Regions from separate parts of the Mus musculus genome. Here all the other regions are linked to region 7. Evidence: chromatin contacts called from public Hi-C, HiChIP or PLAC-seq and promoter capture Hi-C data. All regions are on one chromosome and are shown on one strand. Each heading gives the region's core, a stretch centred on a gene start, on an enhancer-like site or on the middle of the called end of the contact. The rest is flanking DNA. Distances are from core to core; before and after follow the strand shown.

Evidence for each region. Promoter capture Hi-C pulls out the DNA fragments that hold promoters and counts their contacts. A called contact is a pair of places that touch in the nucleus more often than the background predicts. HiChIP or PLAC-seq counts read pairs in DNA pulled down with a chosen protein or histone mark. Capture Hi-C pulls out chosen DNA fragments and counts their contacts.
Region 1: a Hi-C map of muscle stem cells shows a contact between it and region 7, with 4 times the contacts expected there. The contact joins the enhancer-like site here to the promoter of Zfp84 in region 7. A contact is called at or near these places in 5 of 39 promoter capture datasets (the 3T3-L1 cell line, hippocampal neurons, liver and 1 more), 3 of 484 Hi-C or Micro-C datasets (CD4 T cells, erythroblasts and muscle stem cells) and 3 of 115 datasets of contacts at active chromatin or transcription factors (the 230-238 cell line and large pre-B cells).
Region 2: a contact with region 7 is called in a promoter capture Hi-C map of second pharyngeal arch cranial neural crest. The contact joins the promoter of Spint2 here to the promoter of Zfp84 in region 7. A contact is called at or near these places in 9 of 39 promoter capture datasets (the HPC-7 cell line, cranial neural crest, embryonic stem cells and 5 more) and 1 of 115 datasets of contacts at active chromatin or transcription factors (embryonic stem cells).
Region 3: an H3K4me3 HiChIP or PLAC-seq map of bone marrow-derived macrophages shows a contact between it and region 7, with 3 times the contacts expected there. The contact joins the enhancer-like site here to the promoter of Zfp84 in region 7. A contact is called at or near these places in 4 of 484 Hi-C or Micro-C datasets (cortical neurons, myocytes and reprogramming fibroblasts), 3 of 115 datasets of contacts at active chromatin or transcription factors (astrocytes, bone marrow-derived macrophages and embryonic stem cells) and 1 of 9 other capture datasets (adipose tissue).
Region 4: a contact with region 7 is called in a promoter capture Hi-C map of liver, with 2.9 times the contacts expected there. The contact joins the promoter of Zfp382 here to the promoter of Zfp84 in region 7. A contact is called at or near these places in 1 of 39 promoter capture datasets (liver), 1 of 484 Hi-C or Micro-C datasets (CD4 T cells), 2 of 115 datasets of contacts at active chromatin or transcription factors (bone marrow-derived macrophages and embryonic stem cells) and 1 of 9 other capture datasets (pancreatic islet).
Region 5: a contact with region 7 is called in an HNF4G HiChIP or PLAC-seq map of pancreatic cancer cells. The contact joins the enhancer-like site here to the promoter of Zfp84 in region 7. A contact is called at or near these places in 3 of 39 promoter capture datasets (the 3T3-L1 cell line, the C10 cell line and liver), 1 of 484 Hi-C or Micro-C datasets (cortical neurons) and 3 of 115 datasets of contacts at active chromatin or transcription factors (astrocytes, bone marrow-derived macrophages and pancreatic cancer cells).
Region 6: a contact with region 7 is called in a promoter capture Hi-C map of pancreatic islet. The contact joins the promoter of Dpf1 here to the promoter of Zfp84 in region 7. A contact is called at or near these places in 4 of 39 promoter capture datasets (embryonic stem cells, hippocampal neurons, liver and 1 more), 3 of 484 Hi-C or Micro-C datasets (cerebral cortex, stem cell-derived neurons and uterus), 3 of 115 datasets of contacts at active chromatin or transcription factors (embryonic stem cells and pancreatic cancer cells) and 2 of 9 other capture datasets (liver and pancreatic islet).

Annotation. Positions count from the first base shown.
Region 1 is chr7:30,217,855-30,220,777 of GRCm38.p6, reverse strand. No RefSeq gene overlaps it. Among named protein-coding and RNA genes, the nearest start is that of Polr2i, 13 kb to the left of the region's middle. Within about 2 kb of position 1,562, at least 185 of the 459 cell types and tissues checked have an H3K27ac peak or open chromatin away from gene starts, as enhancers often do. A contact at or near this core is called in hippocampal neurons, liver and muscle stem cells, where this site is marked.
Region 2 is chr7:29,280,529-29,283,228 of GRCm38.p6, reverse strand. Spint2 (serine protease inhibitor, Kunitz type 2) reads left to right here and starts at 1,252. Exons shown (of 7, transcript NM_011464.2): 1 at 1,252-1,717. The coding sequence starts at 1,612.
Region 3 is chr7:29,379,327-29,382,092 of GRCm38.p6, reverse strand. All of the region lies in intron 9 of Sipa1l3 (signal-induced proliferation-associated 1 like 3), which reads left to right. Among named protein-coding and RNA genes, the nearest start is that of Dpf1, 73 kb to the right of the region's middle. Within about 2 kb of position 1,507, at least 10 of the 459 cell types and tissues checked have an H3K27ac peak or open chromatin away from gene starts, as enhancers often do. A contact at or near this core is called in bone marrow-derived macrophages, where this site is marked.
Region 4 is chr7:30,120,313-30,123,183 of GRCm38.p6, reverse strand. It overlaps Zfp382 (zinc finger protein 382), which reads right to left and starts at 1,252. Exons shown (of 5, transcript NM_001081007.2): 1 at 1,108-1,252. The coding sequence starts at 1,150.
Region 5 is chr7:29,395,847-29,398,798 of GRCm38.p6, reverse strand. It overlaps Sipa1l3 (signal-induced proliferation-associated 1 like 3), which reads left to right. Exons shown (of 23, transcript NM_001081028.1): 5 at 1,518-1,648. Among named protein-coding and RNA genes, the nearest start is that of Dpf1, 89 kb to the right of the region's middle. Within about 2 kb of position 1,673, at least 27 of the 459 cell types and tissues checked have an H3K27ac peak or open chromatin away from gene starts, as enhancers often do. A contact at or near this core is called in pancreatic cancer cells, where this site is marked.
Region 6 is chr7:29,306,574-29,309,334 of GRCm38.p6, reverse strand. Dpf1 (D4, zinc and double PHD fingers family 1) reads right to left here and starts at 1,334. Exons shown (of 12, transcript NM_001368371.1): 1 at 1,237-1,334. The coding sequence starts at 1,265.
Region 7 is chr7:29,767,288-29,769,987 of GRCm38.p6, reverse strand. Zfp84 (zinc finger protein 84) reads right to left here and starts at 1,436. Exons shown (of 5, transcript NM_023750.2): 1 at 1,293-1,436. It overlaps Gm38983 (a long non-coding RNA gene), which reads left to right and starts at 1,735. Exons shown (of 2, transcript XR_881933.3): 1 at 1,735-2,700.

The DNA of each region.
Region 1 (2,923 bases), core at 313-2,812, 450 kb before region 7:
AGAGCTCCTGAGTTCAAATCCCAGCAACCACATGGTGACTTACAACCATCTGTAATGGGATCCGATGCCCTCTTCTGTGTGTCTGAAGACAGCTACAGTGTACTCATGTACATAAAATTAAAAAAAAAAGAATAGATTCAGTAATCTACCCATATCTCTATTATTCATACAATATCCCTATACTCCCCCTTTTTCTTCCTATAAAAGAAAAAAAGGATAGAGGAAAGGAAAGAGTGTAACCCCTGAGTGTAACCCCCGATCAAGACCATTGTAACTAACCCCTTTACAATAAATAACAAGCATCCTTCAGCCAAGAGAACCCCCGAAACCTACCCACCCAACCTCCAACAAGATCTGGTGGCACCAGCCTGCCCTCATTCCTCTCTCTTACTAAAGTAAAGGAGCGCTTGGAATATTGCTTAGTTGTAAGAGTATTCGCCTAACATGTGGTTCCATCCCAAGCAGAGAAAAATAAGTAAATAAAGTATCCACTGGAGCAGATACGTACCATTGTATAGCCTGGCCGAGAACATTGTGTCCTAGGGTGTGTGATGCCTGCGCAGCCCGTGTGTTCTGCGGACTGTGAGTCACGGGGGCATGGACCTGCCCGTTAAATAATAATCCTCGTTAGCTCTGTGAAGGGATTCTTGGTAGAACGACTCTTTGGAAAGTGGTGTAATTGTTGTAATTGCTTAATTATAACTTCTGAAGGAGGAGGAGGAAGCAGTAACATTGAGAGCAGCTACAGTAAGTTACAGGAACGGAGGAAAGTGCCGGGGAGCTTGGGCACACAGCTGGTGTTAACCACAAAGTAGATGGGCTCACTGTGATAGGACACTCAACCCGTGGAAACTCACCAACCCCAAACACAGTCAGGAGACACCGCATGCAGAAACTGCCCGCAGATTTGCACATACTGAGTGCCATCAAACATTACAAGAAATACATCCATAGAACATGCTGCCGCTCCCACCCCAGCCCGCTGCCTGCTGCCCACTGCCCGCTGCCCTCAACCCAACAAGCGAGAGGATTGCCCCAACTTTCCCACCAGCTTATTTGTCAGCTTTCTATTGTGACAAATACCTGAGTTAATTTTTTCCTTTGTGTGTGTTGGTGTGTGTTCATGTATGTTGGCATATTTGCATGTGTGAACACGCATGGGTATGTGTGTATCTGTGTATATAGGCATGCTTGTGGAGATCTGAAGTTAACGTTAGGAATTGCTCTGTTACTTCCCCACCCCCACCCCACCCCCACCCCAGCTCCGTCATGCAGGCAGGCGTCTCAATCAAATCCAGAGCTCACTGATCTGCCTAGTGTTGCTGGGAAGCTTGCCCTGGAGACCTCTCTCCTTCCTGATGTTCAGTGGGCATGCAAATTCCACTCGGCAAGCACTTTAACCCTCAGCCCTACCTGAGACACGCACAGAGGGAAGGAGGCTGGGCGCAGCTCAGTGAGGCAGAGCTGCTGAGCGGTCATGAGGTCCTAGACCTGACACATCACAAGTAGGGCAGAAGTGGAAAGGCTCACGGTCGCAGGGATTTCCACCTGTGATTATGTGACCTTCTTACTCTTACTATCTCAGCCTGTGGTGATACAATACCGCACCAAAGGGCCTGTGGCAACGCTGCACCTCTCACAGTAGCCCGGGAAGCCGAGAAACAGGCTAGGATCCTATCATCCCCTGCAAGCATGCACCATCACACCCTCTTGTCCTTCATCTAGTTTCCAGTTAGAGGTTCCACTGTGTCTTAGTCAGGGTTTCGATTCCTGCACCAAGAAGCAAGTTGGGGAGGAAAGGGTTTATTCAGTTTACACTTCCATGTTGCTGTTGATCACCAAAGGAAGTCAGGACTGGAACTCAAGCAGGTCAGGAAGCAGGAGCTGATGCAGAAGCCACGGAGGGATGTTCTTTACTGGCTTGCTTCCCCTGGCTTGCTCAGCCTGCTCTCTTATAGAACCAAGACTACCAGCCCAGGGATGGCACCACCCACAAGGGGCCTTTCCCCCTTGATCACTAATTGAGAAAATGCCTTACAGTTGGATCTCATGGAGGCATTTCCTCAACTGAAGCTCCTTTCTCTGTGATAACTCCAGCCTGTGTCAAGTTAACACACAAAACCAGCCAGTACACACCGTCTGTCATAACAACACAGACAAACTGTGAGCCTTTGGGGGGACACTTAGGGTCCAGACTGTAACACATGCCAACCTCCATTCAGCAAGAGAACTCATCTGGGAGCACCGAGGGCCTGACCGACCTCAGAGTGCACGTGCATACGATGAAGAAGAGGACCACGTTTTGCCCATTGGTGCACTGACCACTCAAAATCACAGTATGGGCTCCAGGTAAGTCACAGCCACTGCACACAAGATCTACCAAACATCAGCACAAACTTTCCAGGACTTTCAAAAGCCTCCCATTAGAGCTGTGGAGATGGTTCAGTGGTTAAGAGATTAAGCGCACTGACTATACTTCTGAAGGACATAGGTTCGATTCCCAGTGCACACACACACATTTGTAACTCCAGTTCCTAGGGCTCTAGCACCCTCTTCTAGTATCGGTGGGTGTTACCTGCATGAGCTTGCTACACAGACATAAATGAAGCAAAACTATTAACATACATTAATCTCAAAAAAAAAGAAAAAAATCTAAAGATGAATAAAAATAAACAAAGGCTCCCAGTTATCAAGTGGTAAACTGACAATGGAAAAGATACTTCGTGCGTGAGAACGGCACTGCTGGGGGTGCAATGCAGGCCCTCACGTACATGAAGCTCACCGTCACCCACTGAGCCACCGCCCTATCCTCTCATGATGGATTCTGGTCATGCAGTCACCACAGCGCCACACTCCCAGCATCAGACTGGCGATCCTCTTATTTATGTGTTTACTTAGCTTTATTTGTTTGTTGTTTGTTTTG
Region 2 (2,700 bases), core at 3-2,502, 490 kb after region 7:
GAGCAGTCAGTGCTCTTAACCGCTGAGCCATCTCTCCAGCCCTATTTTATTTTTCTTAAACACATTTATTTGTGTGTGTGTGTGTGTGTGTGTGTGTGTCTGTGTGTGTGTGTGTGTCTGTGTGTGTGTGTCTGTGTTCGTGTGGTCTGGCAGGTGCCATGGCTACAGTGTGGAGGTCAGAGAACTTCAGGAAGCCAGTTCTCTTCTTCCACCGTGTTTGCACCAGGAATCTCCTGGCCGCCTGGGCCCCGGAGAGAAGCAGCGAAGCTAACAAGGCGTGGAGCACCCGGGCACGCCAGGCCTCCAGCCGTTGGGGGGTGGTGGTGGGGGGTGACCTTGCGAGCAGGTGCGAATCTGGTCATCAGGTTTGGTGGCAGTTGTATTTACTTAGCCACTTTGCCAGCCCAAGAGCAGTATTTTCAATGATAACGAGATCATTAATTCTTCTGCTAACGGCCTTCTACTTCCTCTGTCAGCCCTCCTCCATTCATCCAGTTTAAATGGAGCTTCTTTCCAGAAGCCCACCCTGGTTCTGTGGTAGTGGTTTGTAAGTCTCCTTTGGGTGTTGTACCTAGTCCAGTCCCCGTGTCCCTCCCCCTTTCAGGTCTGTTCATCCTTTGCAAGCTTCTGATCGTCACCCTAACACCTCTATATATTTGTATTTGTCTTCCTGTACGGGGTCCAGAGAAACCTGCAGTTTTAAGGACTTGTCACCTCTTTCCAGACAGTGCCCTGCCTAACTGGCAGTCGCACTGAATAGGAAACTGGGCTCTGATCATGCCCTGATTTTCACTGTCCCAACCCCTGCTCACTCAACTGTAGGATTTCACCATCACATTCCTGATCACTCTTCCCTCTGCTTCCGCATCACTACTACGGGCTGATCCTGTTTGACGACACACAGGCCAAGCTGGCCTGGCCACTGCTCAATCCGGGACATTTGTTTATGGCACAGAGAACGAGGAATTTAGGCAGGATATATCTCTCACACCTAAAGGAACGCTAAAGCAGAGCGGGCAGACAGCCACAGGTTTCCGAAAAGTTTCTCTCGCCATAGTCACAGCGCAAGCACGAAGGCGCAAGGACGTCGTGGCCAACAGACCCACGCCTCCCGCAAGGTCCGGCTGGGGCGGGGTCAATGCCAACCACGCCTCCTCCCAGGAGCCGGGGGCGGTGCCAGGTGCAGGCCGCAGAGCCAGGTGCGGGGCCCTCCGCGCTTGCGCCGCATCTGCCCCGCCCCGCCAGGTGCGCCCCACCCCCAGCCTGGGTGCCACCTTCTCTTGTGTCCCTGCGTCCGCCATTCGCCGTAGTACTCCTCGGACGGGTGGAGGCTTTCACAGTCTGGGGAAGAGTCGCAGAGTGTTGCCGCGCGAGTCCAGGGACCGTGTTGGGAGGCAACTAAGGCGTCGCACGCGCCAAAAGCCAGAAAAAAGGGCTTCCGGGGACCCGGGCGCCTCGAAGTCCTACTCCGGGGCGAAGCCGCACCTGAGCCCGCGGACCTGCAGTGCGCGTGCGCGGCCGTGGGCTTTCCCGCACCTGCTCGCGAGACCCCACCCCCACACCCCAACGGCCGGCGGCTCGAGGCCTGGCGCGCGGCGCTGGCAGCAGGTCATGGCGCAGCTTTGTGAGCTGCGGCGGGGCCGGGCGCTCCTCGCCTTGGTAGCTTCGCTGCTCCTCTCCGGGGCCCAGGTGGCCAGCCGAGAACTAGACGTCCACGGTGAGGGCCAGGCGGGGGATCCGGGAGCAGGGGATAGAGGAGGCCGCAGCGAAAGTGGGGGTACTCGGTGCGCAGAGTGATCGCAGGCTCCTTGGGGTTGGGGAGGATGGGCGGTGGAGCCAGACCTGCAGGTGGCGGGCTAGGAAGGGTAGGAGCCTCGCGAGCGCGGGGGCGTAAGGGTTAGCAAAGTGTCCCTTCCAGAAGGAAGGAGGAAGGGAGGGAGATGAGGTGTATTGACCCAGGAAGGCGTGGCACTGGAAGTGGGTGAGGAGCTCAACGAAGCGGAAATTGCTTGGCCAAAGAAAGCCCGGGGTGGGGACGGGGACTTGGGGTGGGGGTGGGGGGCGCATTCAAGCCTCAGAGGTGGAAATTTGTTCGGGAGACCTGTTGGCCGCTTTGGGTACAGGGAAAACGCACTTCGGACACCTGTTGATATCACATATGGCAACAGCCCCATGATCTCCCGAGGAAGAAGAGAAGCAGCGGTTGGTAGAAGGGAGGAGCTTTGCCAAGGTGCCTGCCAATGCAGGAACGTCTGTTCTCCGAGTGTAGTATTGGCACCCAGCAGCTGGGGTTTGCGTCTTTAGGAGTCGTTACAACTTTTAACTGCTTCAGACAACCACTAGCCAGCTTTGAAAAGATCTCTTTTGAAAGAATTCATTGATTGAGCAAACTTAATTGAGTCCCCGCTGAGGGTCTGTAAGAATGGTGGTCGTGGCTGACTCAAGACTAGACAGGTTCCTGAATTCGCAGAGCTTGGATTCCAGTGGGAGCGAACACTTAACGTGCAGAGTACTCGCCAAAGATTAAATGACTAGCGGTGACTAGAAGACAGCGGGATAAGAACAGTGATAGAAGATGGTGAAGGGTACTTAACTCAGGAAGTACTCTAAGGAGGGTGGCACCTATCCTAACAATTGAATGAGTAGGTGGCAGCCATACTAAGACCTTGGGACCAGTGTCCCAGGTAGTGGGAGGGAGTA
Region 3 (2,766 bases), core at 258-2,757, 390 kb after region 7:
CGTCTTCACCCCGAGGGCTGCTTCTACGTCTCTAGGCCATGTAGTATTCCACGTGTCAGCACAGGTGCTGGCTGGCTAGAGCCTCTGCTGTAGAGCCTAGGGGCTTCCACTCAGCAGTCTCCGAGGTCTTTGCGTTCCAGATAGATGACAGCTCCCCATTGTCCTCCAAGGACAGGCATTTGGGACAGTTTGCTAGTGCCTGCACTGAGTCACCTTGAGTCTGCACCCATTGCAGTCGCCATCAAATCAAGCAGAAGGCTGTCTAGGGAATGGTTGCAGTGGAAGTGGGGGAGTGAGGGCCCTTGCCCATGTACACTGGTAGCCTTGGTCTTGCTGGAGCTGGCAGTTTTTAATAGTTTGAACAGCATGCAACTGATGTGAGCTGCTGTGTGGGACGCATTGTCCAGTGGCTGCCGGGGACCAGCACCATCAGTCATTGCCCTGGCCCAAGGCCACCCCCTTGTTACTGGAACATACTGTCACAGTTGCAGGATGCTGGCTGGCACCTTAGACTCTGAACTGTCTCTGCATCTGAGAGGTAGCCCAGGTAACAGAGGACAGATGCTCGCACGTGCCAGAGAAGAGGAAGCAGCCTGCTTGTGCCTCAGAGGTCAGCAGGAAGGTTCAGGTAGCCAGGTGGCCCTTCTCCCCTCCCTCCACAGTCCTTTTTACTTTGGCAGGGGAGTGGCACAGGATGGGGGATCAAGTGCAGGCCATGTCCATGCCAGGCAAGACTTCACCACTGAACCATTGTTGGGTTTTATCTCTGGGGCTTGCTTTGTATTGTTTCTGTAGCACTTTCACATAGCCATGCTGGTCTCAGACTGGCCTCAAACCCATAGTCATCCTCCTGCCTCAGCTTCCTATGTACTGGAATTATAAACCTGAGCCACCATGATCAGCTTAATATGTCCAAGCACCCCTGTGTCAGAATTTCTCTGGGGCTTGGGGCTACAGTGGGTTGGTTGTTTGGTGTGCATGTGTGTGTATGTTGTCTCCTGGACACAGGCCTCTTTCATACTAGGCAAGTACTGTACCTCTGACCTATAGCCCTAGCCACACCCTTGGCTTTTTGAGACAGAGTTTTGCTATCTAGCACAAGCTAGCCTGCAATTCAACTATATAGCCCAGGCTGGCCTCAAACATGTGGTCCTCCTGCTTCAGTTACCCAAATGTAGGGAATATAGGGATCTGCCACTGCACTCAGTGCTCCTCCCCATCTCTGTGCCTTCCTCCCTTACCTTGTATCTCCAGTAGCCTGCTCCCACCTCCCACCTCTCCCGACAAACTCAGGCTTGGTCCCCAGGGTGACTTCTTCCTGACACACAGCCCTTCATGGGCATTTTGGGTTTGGTGGTGGTGGTGGTTTACAATTTAATTTTAAAAGACTTTTATTGTGCAATATTTTAAACATTCTGAAAAGAGCAGAAAATAATGGAACAGACACCCATGTGCCCGCCAGCAGATTTAGCAGATGTTAGCATTTTGCCTTCCTTGCTTCACTATTTCCTCTTTTCTGGATTTTTAAAGAAAGTGTTAGTGATACACCCTTGCCAATCCCAAGTCACCCACTCTCAGTGCCTCCCCCAGCTGTAAGAAGAATACAGAGGCCAGCCTGCCCCGCCCTCACACCGTGCATGCGTGTACATGTACTCATGGGTCATGTAGCCCAGGCTGGCCACAAACTCTGGGTCCAAAGATGGCTCTTGCTTCTTTCACCTCCTCACAAGTGGCAGAATTACAGGCATGTGCCACCATGCCCAGCTAACACATCAGAGGACCTTGGAGGCCTGGGGATCCCCACTACAGGCACCACAAAAACAATAGTTGAATTAATAACTGCACATGTCCTGGAAGCTCCTGCTGAGCTCTAGTGGATCAGGAGGCCTGATGGCCACACATCTTCTAGTTCTTGTCTTTTGCCATTTCTTAATGGCCACCAGCATCTTTCCTCTTACCAGTGACTCCCATTGGCCAAACTCACTTAGAAGCCTGAGCCTGTGGGACCCCAGGTATAGAGGCCTTCCTTCTCCCAGAATGTGATGGATGAGAAGTGTGAGACACCTCCAGGGCCATGTGTGGCATGTCCCTGTCGCCTGAGCTCTGACCCTGGGCTTGCCTCCTCCTGCATGTTCTTTTCCACCTGGGCTGTCCCACATGCTGTTCCTTCTGTCTGCAGTGTCTTCCCTCAGCCCCACCCTCCTCCCCCACCCCCAGACGCTACTGTCCAAAGCAGGAGCTCTATCCTGCCCTGGCCCACCACTCTGTCTTTGTCAGTGTCTGTTCATATGTGTGCTCAGTCAGCAGTTGTAGAAAGACCACAATCGCTGTATCCACAGAGCTGAGAGGAGCATCCAGGAAGCCCCTGTCAAACAGATGGGTGAATGTTACACCATTCCCTATCAGGATGCGGGAGGGTACTGTAAAGGCCAACCAAATGCCTACAGGCATTGTACTGTGTTTGAGTTGCATAGGGTATTGTGTAATCTGTAGTCTACTTATTTATTTTACTTATTCTTTTGAGAAACAGTCTCACAAATCCCAGGTTGGCCTCCAGCATGCTATTCGGCTAAGGATGACCTTGAATTCCTGAGCCTCCTGAGTTTTTGGATTATACGCACGAGCCACCACACTAGCTCCAGATTTTAAAAAATCTTTGTTGATAATTATTTGCAAAGTATATTAGTATCAAGTAAGTATTTAAAAAAAAAAAACTAAATTGCACAGAACGTATTCCACAGCCAGCTAGCCCGACACTGATGGTAT
Region 4 (2,871 bases), core at 3-2,502, 350 kb before region 7:
GAATTATGAAAATCTTACCTATTCCATTCCAACATTAGTATCTTTATATTTGCTAAGTTACTACTTCAAATTTTTCTCAAGCAGGCTTGCTGGTACTAATCTGATAATCAAATAGTACATAACTTCCAGGCTTGGTGGTGCACACACCACACGGAATCCCAGCAGTTGGGAGGTTAAAGTAGGGGGAATCACTGCCAAGTTTTAGGCCACCCTGTGCTACGAGAGAGTTCAGAGGCAACTTGGTATAGATAATGAACCTGTCTAAAAAAAAAATTACACATACGTGATCGCACAGCATACCTCAACCATTTAAATATTAACGGTACTACAAGCCAGGTGGTGGAGGCACATGCCTTTAAATCACAGCGGGGGGGCGGGGGGCGGGGGGGCGAGGGGGCGGGGGGGGGCGGGGGGAGAGGGCAGAGGGCAGGGGGCAGGGGGCAGAGGGCAGAGGGCAGAGACAGGTGAATCTCTGAGTTTGAGACCAGCCTGGTCTGCAAAGCGATTTCCAGGACAGCCTGTCTCGGGGGAAAAAAATCCCCCCCCAAAAAAATACACACACAAAATTATGAGAAATTACAGAAGAACACACACGTGTGCTTAGTGATAACCTTTCAAACATCCTTCAGAAAAATCAACCTACTGCTTCACATGTCATTCACGAGGACAGAACATGATAGAATTCCAGGCAAAATCACTCACAATCACGTTCACAAATCACTTTCAATTCTCCAATCTCCTACAGGAGTCATACCCAATCTAAAAATAGACGCAGGCCGCTATAACCCTAAGCAAAATCCCGCCATCCAGCTTTCACATCCAAGAAGATCGCGATCACTTTATGGCTCTCCCTCCCGCCCCCAAATAATCAGGATGAGCTGAGGGAGCCAAACCACAACATGCTCCCCACATCCTCACACGCAACGCTCGTGATGCCCAGGGACCTGTTCCCAGCGACAGAGTGTCCTCGAGTTTAACACGAAAACTACCCCTTCGGGTCACCGGCAGTCATCCTCGGTGTCACGCCCACGGGCCACACCCGAGGCCCTGTGCAGCCGTTGAGTGTCCCGGTCCCGCTTCCTTAACCTTCTTCCTCCCCAAAATTACCAGGCCTGGCTCGGCCTCTCGGTTTCCTCCCCGGTCTTCCCATCTGGATTCGATCTCTCGGTCGCCCTCCAGATCCGGAGCATCCACTGCGGTCCTCAGCCTCTCCCAACGTCTCGAACCGCCCCGCCTCCGCTCAGCCGTCTACGCCTGCGCACTCACGCCGGGGGCTCGCTCTCCCAGGAGCCTCCGGGGCGGCCCGTTAGTTGCCGCGCGCGCCTCTCCCTCGCCCCGCGCTTGCACCAGCGTCCCCTTGGCTGGGGCGGGTGGGAGTCAGCTGCCTGCTACGGTCTGTGGCCGCGCGCGGGAGTGCATGGCTGCGTCAGTGTGGGGTGTGCCCACAGGGGAGCTCTGAGACTGATTCTGATTAGGTTTGGGTGATTGAACGCGGACCGAGCGGTTTGCGATCCCATACTGTGACCAATTGATCTTGTGACAGCACTGTGCTTTGATCCTATTGGGACCGACGCAGCCCCCACCCCCTTTGACTTCTGAGTTTGGTAGAATTTCATTTTGACCACCCTAGGCTGAGAATTATGTCTTGTAACTGTCGAAAAGCGCGAGGGGTGGCCTCTGTTGCATTCTTGTTCAGTCTGTACGCAATGTCTTTCCCAAGGGTAATTCAGAGAACGCATAAGGTTTCTCTTCCTCCGACAGGGAGGTGAGGGTAAAGGGATGGCAATGAAAAGTTCCATGATTTCTTGGAATGTGTGCTGAGGTTTCTGTCACTGCCTCTGTCGCCTCACCGGTGACATTGCCAGACTACACAGCGTGGAGTGACTTGGCTATTAAGGAGAAAGTTGGTATTTGAAACCTAGAACGACGATTCAGGTTTAAAAACCACACAGCCTTGTATGGAGATCTCACAATGGGAGTCGTCGTCGTCGTCCCCCCCCCCCCCAGATTGAAGTGCAAGCGAAGATAGGATATTGAAGTTCTAAGGATAGGATTCCAAAGATTGTTTTAGAAGTTATGTGTCATTAATAATTTTCCAAGGATTTATATCCAATATGATGCATTAATCAGTTATTCCATAGACGAAGCCACACCGATTGATTCTATTTTGGACCAAATACTGTTCCATCTGAAAGTGCTACTTAATCTCAATTGTATGATTTTCTTGTGAAGGAAAACCCTACTATCAAAAAGGTTATTGTATTGATGAAATGCGATTTTTAAAATGTACTAGACTTTGTAGCTGATTCGCTCTGTTCTTAGTGCAGGACTCTGTCAATTTTTCAACCCATTTCCTCACGTTGTTCAAAATAGATTTCTTTCCCAATACTTTAGGAAAAAAAAAATTGCTAAGGCTGGCCAGTGGTGGCACATGCCTTTAATCCCAACACTTGGGAGGCAGAGGCAGGTGGATTTCTGAGTTCGAGGCCAGCCTGGTCTACAGAGTGAGTTCCAGGACAGCCAAGGCTACACAGAGAAACCCTGTCTCAAAAAACCAAAAACAAACAAAACAAAACAAAAACAAAAAGTGCTTTAAATATATACAGGTTTTACTATGGTCACCCGTCCCCCCACCCCCACCCCCGATTTAGTAGTTTCACTGAGAAAAATATTTAATAACACAAGTTGTCCTAAATATTTAAACTTTTAACCCTATAAATATTGTTTGGCACCAAACTGCTATGCCCAAACATGAGGACCAGAGTTCAATCCTAGACCCACAGAGAAAGTTGTATATGACATGGTGCCTATAACCCCAGTGCTGGAAGGGCAGACAAGAATATCCCTGTGTTTCACTAACCAGCCAGCCTA
Region 5 (2,952 bases), core at 424-2,923, 370 kb after region 7:
AGCGTACATCCTTATCTTCCAGCACTCAGGAGGTCAAGGCTGCTGGATCTTCAGTTGGAGGTAGACCGGAGCTACATAGTAAGACCCTGCCTCAAAAAGGAAAGAAAGCAGAGGAGTGGGGGGCAGATAGTCCTATCCTGCCAGGCATGGTGATGCACAGGTGAATCCCAGTATTAAGGCTGAGGCAGGAGGGTTTCTAGTGTGAGGTCAGGTTAGTCTACAACATAAGCCCCTTCAAAGGCAACACAGAATAATATAGTATGGCCTTGTCTATTCCCCAGATTTTTTAAAGTAACCGTTCTAAGTTGACTTCTCTGTAGCCTCAGGGGCTCATGATCAGTTTAATAGTTATTGAGCACTGATCATCTACTGGGATTTCTGAGATACTGGGCGTTGTATGTAGGTAGAAAAACTAACAGCAGCTTGGCAGCGTCTTGAGTAAACTTCCACCTGTGGAGTGCCGTGTACAGGGCTGTTCTCATTAGTTTGCACCCATTATTTTGGGTTAGCCTCAGATTCTCACAGGAGCATCTGAAAACAAGGACTGTCAGTTAGATATACATAATGCCAAGGTGAGGACAAGAAGGAGATACCTACTGTGGTTTTGAATCATTGACGATAGCAACATGAAGACATTGAACCAGAATCTTGCAGGCTGCCGGCAGGGTGCTGTCACAATGTTAACAACACCACCACCAACAAAACAGTAGGGTCGGATATCAGAAAGAACTGTTTCCTGGTAGAATTCTCAGTGGCTTGTCTAGGAAAAAAGGGGAGAGCAGAAATCTTATTTAAAGGGAGAGCAGTGGCTTATTTATGACTGTTACCCTAAGCATCTCCATTATTTGGGTCTGTAGAAGTGTGGTCAGATACAGGCATGACTTAGGGATCTGTGTCAGGGCTCTGAACACTTCTGAGGTCCTTAGCTCCTAATGGCCAGCTTTTAAGCCACATGCTCGCTGTGTGCCAGCCTGGTGCTGTGCTAAATAACTCAGTTAATCCACACATTGCTGAGTTAAGCACATTTGACTGCTAAGAATCTCATCATGTGACCTAGCTGGGGCCATATATCTAATCTCAACCCAGAATTTGTGTTGGCAGGAGACTCCCTAGGCTCAGAGCTTAACTGCTCCACAACAGCTAATGGGAGCTAAACCAGGCAAGCCGTTAACAGAGCCAGGATTAATCTCAGTGGCCCTGGGCCAGTGACCCACTGTGTACTATGCCAAGCTTTTCATCACTGTGGTCTCGCTCTCACACAACAGTTCTGAATTGTGGGCAGCCTCTGAGTCCCTGTCCCTCAGATGGGAATACTGAGGCTCAGAAAGGGCCTGTGGCTTTCCTGGTGCAGAAAGCCCGGCTTTGACCAAACTTCAGGGTTTCTCTGTTGACCTTTGATTGGTGGGTTTTGTGTGAGACTGCCTTATCCCCCTCCCCTAACACCGTGGACAGGCTGCCATGGGCTGTGCCCTCTCCTTCCTGACATCTGACTGTGCCTCCCTGCTCTCCCTTTTCAGAGCATGCCAATTACTTTGGCGTGGATGAAAAGCTGGGGCCCGTGGCCGTGAGCATCAAGCGGGAGAAGCTGGAGGACCATAAGGACCACGGACCTCAGTACCAGTACAGAATCATCTTCCGGACTCGTGAGGTATGGCCCGATGCCAGGATGCCCGCTGGGTAAACAGGAGCCGTCAACCCTTCCCGCTTCTTCCCGCTTCCGTATCTGGTTCTACCAGGTTCTAGGCCAAACTTGCTTGCCACGTCTCATAAGGGGTGGTGTACTGAGATTCTGTGAGTCTGTCCATTTTACAGAGGGGAAAACCGATACTCAGAAATCACGTTAAGTTGTGGCAAATAAGCCAGGCCGGGATCTGAGCCTAGCAGGTGCAAACTCAGGATCACCAAATCTATTTTCAAGACTCAGGTGTTATGTCATTTCAGGACTCAGGTATTGAGGAAGACGTCAAGCCTCGGTCCAGGCAGACCTGGGGCATGGCAACAGGCCCCGCCCTGCTAAGCAGCGTCCACCTCTACCAGCCAGCCTGCTCTGTTCCCAGCTAGGAACCCCACTGTCCTGCCCGGCAGTACTTGGAGTAAAGCTTAGCTCCAGCAACAGGGGAGGAAGGCATGTTGCTGACCCTCCGCAGCCACACAAGTGACTTGCAACAGAATGTGTTTCTGACTTGAAAGCCGCTTTAAAGTCACAGAGATTCACTGGTCTCTGTCACTATAGGTCAGGGATGGAACCTGCTACGGGTACAGATTGACAGCACAACCTGAACGTCTGCTCAGCCTGGTTGGCTCTGCCTCCCTTCTCTCCTGTCACCAGCAAGCTGTCTTCAGTGCAGGCCTTCCAGGTCCTGATAGCTTTCCATACAGAAGGATGAGTCACCTCTCCAGGATCCCTGACTGGTTCTTCCTAGATCCCACACCCACACCCTGGGCCAGGCACGGGCAGGGGTGATAGAGGGTGAGAAAGATAGGCAGTGAGATCTAGGACACAATCCACCTCAGGCTAGAGCCACCACCCTCGCACTGAAATTGACAGTTCCATGGGTGTAGCTGGTCTTTTGCTACTTTGGGTTCTTTTTCTCACCCTTTATCCGGCTGGTTTCACCCCCTATCACTAGATAGAGCAGGGAAGAGAGGGGAGAGTCAGGAGATGCCTAGAAACCTAATTTCTTTCCCTTTGTTTCCTCTTTGAGCATGACTACTGACAAGCCATAGCTACCACCCCACCCCCCACCTATAGGGGCCCTATCACTTATATACCCTCTGAAAAGTCCCCAAAATTCCAAACATCACACAGTCGCAGAAACTATCTGCTGCTGGCAAAACCATGCCTCTTCTAGAGCAGGAGGCAAATCACAGTCACTGCTGCGGACAGTCTGAAGCAGCCCCACATCCCTATACCTGGGATTAAAACTGAAGCACATTCCTATATTTCTGTGC
Region 6 (2,761 bases), core at 85-2,584, 460 kb after region 7:
CTGCCCGTTCCCACTGCTCCGCAAAGGGCAAGCCGGCCAGGTCCACCTTCACCTCCCCCATCTTCTCCCACCCCTCTGGATCCGGGGGCGGGGCAGGGTGCTGGCAGGGAAGCAGCTACCTAAAACTTGATTATGTCTCGGGTTAAGAAGTGTTCACAGACAATATAAAAACAAACCAAAACATACCGGGACCCATCCACACATGAACGTAGCCAAACACCCAATACAAACAAATCGCACATGGCCACACGGGATTCACACACAAAGAGAAACGTATCCCAATCTTCACAAAGGAGTAGCAAACAAATTCTCTCTGTCACACAGACACACATCTCTTGCAGAACACAAATAATCCAAATCAAAAAAAGCCATAGAACTACCTATGAATGTCATGTATCCAGAGACCCAGATGGTTCCAGAGACAGCTTATCCACAAAGACCCACAACATGGAAACACACCACACAACACTCATCCCAACAGTCACACAATGTCAAAAGATAGGGACCCTATAAACATTTACATATGCGCTTACATATCCATCCAAAGACACTCCAGCCAAACACACAATACAAAGACATCACTGAGATTTTCAAGGGTACACATACACAGAAACCCCAAATTTAAAATGCATCCCCAAATACACAGGTACACGCCTTGGAAACAGAGGGGCAGTCAGGTCTGCTCATGTTCACACAAAAATTTAGACCTATCCTCACACGTCCATATCCAAAGACACAGAACATAAATGGTGCAGATTCGCCAGACATGTGCACACACTTCGAGACCCAAATACTCAGATAGGTAGTGCAGAATAAAAGAAACCCTATACATACCCACACATTCAGCTACAAAGCAAAAAGCAATGTATAAGTCGCTCAACACACTCCACACCCCAAGACAAAGGTAGCGTGGATTCGAGTGTACCCAGGCCCCAGCTTCCCTAGACCATGTACCCTCTCTCAAACCCTGGCATCCCTGGGAGGGGACATGACCCCTTTCCCCTAAAAATCCTTGGAGACCCCTCCCCCACGCCCTCTCCCAGTCCTGGAGCAACGCGTCGGACATCATTCTTGCTAAACACCCTCAGTCACATACACTCGCACCCCCGCACGCGGTGACAGCCCCCTGACACCCCACCAGCCCCACCCCCAGCGGCCACACACATACACACGCGCGCGCGCGGCCGCACAGACCCGCCCGCGCCGACTCCCCCGCCTCGCGCCCACCCGCACCACCTCAGGGGGCTGGGGATGACCGTGGCCATCTTGCTCCCCGGGTCCTGCCCCCAGCAGGTCCCTGCCGGGTCGGTCCTCCCAGCGGTCGGGCGGGCGCTGAGGCCGCCCATCCATTCATTCCCAGGGGGCGGGAGCACGAGGATCTCAGCCAATCAGGATGGCAGGGCGGGCCGCCCAGGCCATGCCGGGAGTGGTAGTCCCTAGCGGGTCCTCCGACCCAGGGGGTGGGGTGGGGGAGGGATGGAGGATCTCGCAGTCGTTCACACACGCTCACTCACACGCACTTCCAGCCCCACGTGCACAGACGCATGCACGCACACACGCGCACATGGCAGCTTACACATAGTCACACTACACTCGCAGACTTCCATTCACCCCACCTTCACGCACAACCGGCCACAGGCGCGCGGGGACCTCGCAGGTGCCCACCCAGCTGTGTCACCAGCACGCCAAACGCCACCTAGCACTCCAAGCTGTAGAGAACCCATCGTGACTGAGAGATGACTCTCGCGGCCACCCCAGTCCACTCCTACGAAGGACTACAGAACTGCCTTCCTTCTTCCTGGCCTCAAATCCTCGCTTGTGGGACTTGGTGCGCATGACTTAAGCTAAGCGTTCTGGGCCTGTCTCAACGGACTGAAGATTACAATAGCAACAGGGTAAGTGACTGTTTTAGGGACAGCATCTTGCTGTTCAGCCCAAACTGGCCATTTTTCCTGTCTCTCCAAGTGCTGAAATTAGTGTGTGACGCCATACCAGGCAAGTGCTGGAATTAGTACCTGGCAGATACCTATAAATTCATTTATTCCACCGAGAAGATATCTACAAAGAGGATCTGATATGTACCAAGGCATAAAGTGGTTGCACTGTTATTAGGAAGAATAAATAGCCTGCCTTAGCAGGTGTTCAACAAATATTTGTTGAGTGAATACTTAACACTCACTATGTGCTTAACACAGCTCTCTCCAGGTTAAACCGGACTATCCTCATTTTCTAGAGAAGGGCTTTGAGATCCTGGGAGGAAACCTTACCTGTTCTCAGCCCCTGGCTGCTGTCTGGATATAGAATTCGTGTGCCTGCACACGTCCCTACAGGATCCTCCTTGCCTCCTTTTCTCTCCCACACTCTACCCTAAGAGATCCCCAGAGAATGAGCTGACCTACTGAATATCACACACACACACACACACACACACACACACACACACGACTCACACTCAGCCCCACCTCTGGGGAATAACTTAGCATTCTGATTAGAGTGGCAGCATAAATTAGCATATCAAGTGTTAATACAAAAAAAATTCTTGTCCAGCAGGGGGCGGTCCACCCATCATAAGTCTCAAGGTTTCCCGCACTTCACACACACAATACACCTCTAGACTGCTATAGCTCCCTTCCACAAATGTCCCCATCCACCCACCCACCCACCCATCTCAGGCGTCCCCCGGCACTGCAGGGTGTCTGATTTACGTCCTGCCCAGGAATAAATAAGGGGTGTGGGTACCCCTCACATAGTATCATCTCCA
Region 7 (2,700 bases), core at 187-2,686:
GGAAGAGTTCCTCATGTCATGAAGAAAGGCGTTTCTGTGGATTCCTCCATACCAAGCCAAAAAAAAAAAAAGGAACTTGATCTCTCTGGAAACCGTAAACAAAAAAACAAAGTACATTTCAGGAACTTCAAATAATTTCTGCAGGAACTGGCCAGGTGCAGTATTAAAGTCCATTAGCCCACTTAAGCTGCTATAACAAAATACCAGAGACTAGCTTATAAATAACAAACTTATTTCTCTGTTGTGGTGGCACTGACAAATTAGGTGTCTAGTGAAAACCGATTTCCCCGGTCCCCAGATGGAGTCTCTGGACTGCACTCTCACCTAGAGAAGGCAGGTAGCTCCAGGGAGCCAGGGCACTACTCCCATTTAATTACCTTCAAAAAGCCCCCACCTTCTAAACCCACCACACCGAGGACTAGTTTTGTAACTATAAACTGGACAGGGTGAAGATGGGGTACAACGGAGACTCCGTGTGCTCACTATGTCTGCTTCTTGACAGAAAAGCCTAGAGCTGAGGAAGTTGTCTTTTTAGAACCTGAAGTGGATCACCCAGAATCATGAACTTCAAATTCTGACTTCTCTAGTGGTAGTCAACAGAGGCTAAGATTTTCTAAGAGTTCCCTAAACAAGGCTAAATGGCTACTCGGAGGGTGTGACACAAAAGTAGGAACCCACAGTAATTACGTTTTTTCAAATACAATTTCTATACACTCATCCGTTTCTGAGACAGGATTTCACTATGTGGGTCCCGGTAGCCTGGAACTCACTATGTTCCCACGGCTGTCCTCAAAGTCACTGACTTCCAGCTTCCGCAGCTCGAGTGCTGAAATTATAGATGTGGGTCACCATATCTAACTCCTAACTACAGTTAAAAGTCATGCTGATTGGTAAACTGATCTATCTTGAACACAGAAATCCTTACCGTCTCTACTATTTAGCTTTCTCCCCCCTCCCCCCAAATTTTCAAATAAACTTGACATAAATGGTGTCCCGCACCTCCCGCCCCCGACTTTGCGTTGCAAGACTAGAGGATCTGGTAACCACCTACTACCCACGTTCTGCTGACTTCGCGCACTCTCTCTCTCTCACCCTCCTGTACAATCCACATCCTCCAAAAACCTTTTCGCCCATGCAGTCACACTCCCGCCGCCTTAGTCCCTCTTTAAGCCTCTAGCGCCATCCCGGAAACCGGGTGGGTCCCCTAGAGCCGGCCTGCAGCCAGCGACCAACAAATACAGGCCTTAAGGACTGTATTTACACAAAGCACTTAAAACCAAGGGCAGACTCACTTCAAAAGTATAAACTGCGATCTCACGGCTTCGAACTCGGACGACCAGCGAATACCGACCAGGACAGTACCGGGTTAGGTCGGGTAGGGCACTGAGATGATCCGGAACAACCTCTTTCCAGCCACTTCCGCCATGTGGCTGAGCATTTATAGTGGACTACATTTCCCAGAAGGCGGTGCTACTTCTAGAGTCTGCAGGAGAGTTTCAGTGTGCGAGAGAGGAAGTAGAGATCTGTTGAAACTAGAGAACGGACGATTAGTTTTCTAAAGGGGGAATTTCCCAAGGATCCAAGGCTTGAAGTCTCTGAAACTTAAGCAGTTTCGGCTCTGTGGTGGGGGTGGATCTTTACTCCAGCTACAGAAGCGAGGCAAGAACCCGAGCAAGTGATCCAGCTCAGGACTACATTTCCCAGAAGACATCACAGACCGCGTTCTCGGTAAAGAACTCATCCTGCTATTGACAGTCGGATATATGAGGGCTCTTAAGAGCTTCTCCAGTGTGGTGTTCCAAGCTCCCTGAAGGAATGAGACAAGGCTGTTAGGACTGGGAACGACTGGATAGGGCAAAGATCGCCCTATCTTTACTGGAATATTTAGTCTACTTACCACTCGATAGCCACAAATTTAAATGTGCTGCATTAGCCTGGGTTGAGCATTGCATGTTTGTAATCCCAGCACTCAGGAGGCAGAAGCAGGAGAATCAAGAGTTTTAATGCCCGCCTCGGTTACATAACAAGTTTGAAGCCATGGTTACCTAACGACCTGTGTCCATAAAGGAAAATAAACAGAGAGATGGTTCAGTTCTTAAGAGCATCGTCTGTTCTGTTCCAAGCACTTATGTTGGGCCAATCATGAACATTTATGTTGGATCAAATTTTATGGAATTCCATATGTATGTATGTATATGTATATATATATATATATATATATATATTCTCACTCATATAATGAGAATTCAATGTCGATCATACTGGCTTCAAACTCTGGCCCATGTCTCTGCCTTCTGTTTGCTATGATTAAAAGTATGCATCACTGTGCCTCAAGTCTTGGTGGATTTTGTTATTGTTGGTTGATTTTGTTGTTGTGGAAGCAGAGTTTTATTAGGAAGACTGTCTCCGGGGGGAAGAGAGAGAGAGAGAGAGAGAGAGAGAGAGAGAGAGAGAGAGAGAGAGAGAGAGAGAGAGAGAGAGAGAGAGAGAAGAGAATATCTCGCTCACAAGATCTAGGTTTACCGGCAGCCTGAAACCCAGATTCCGCTTTTTGGATTTCTAGGTTCCTGGTCTTTCCGGGACCTCCTGGGACCCTTTCTAGACAGAATTCCCAGAGGAATTCTCCGTGAATCGGCTTAGAGCAGATGTTGTGGCAGGGGTTACACGAAGGAGGATTTGGTGCCCTGGCTTGTTTTTCCC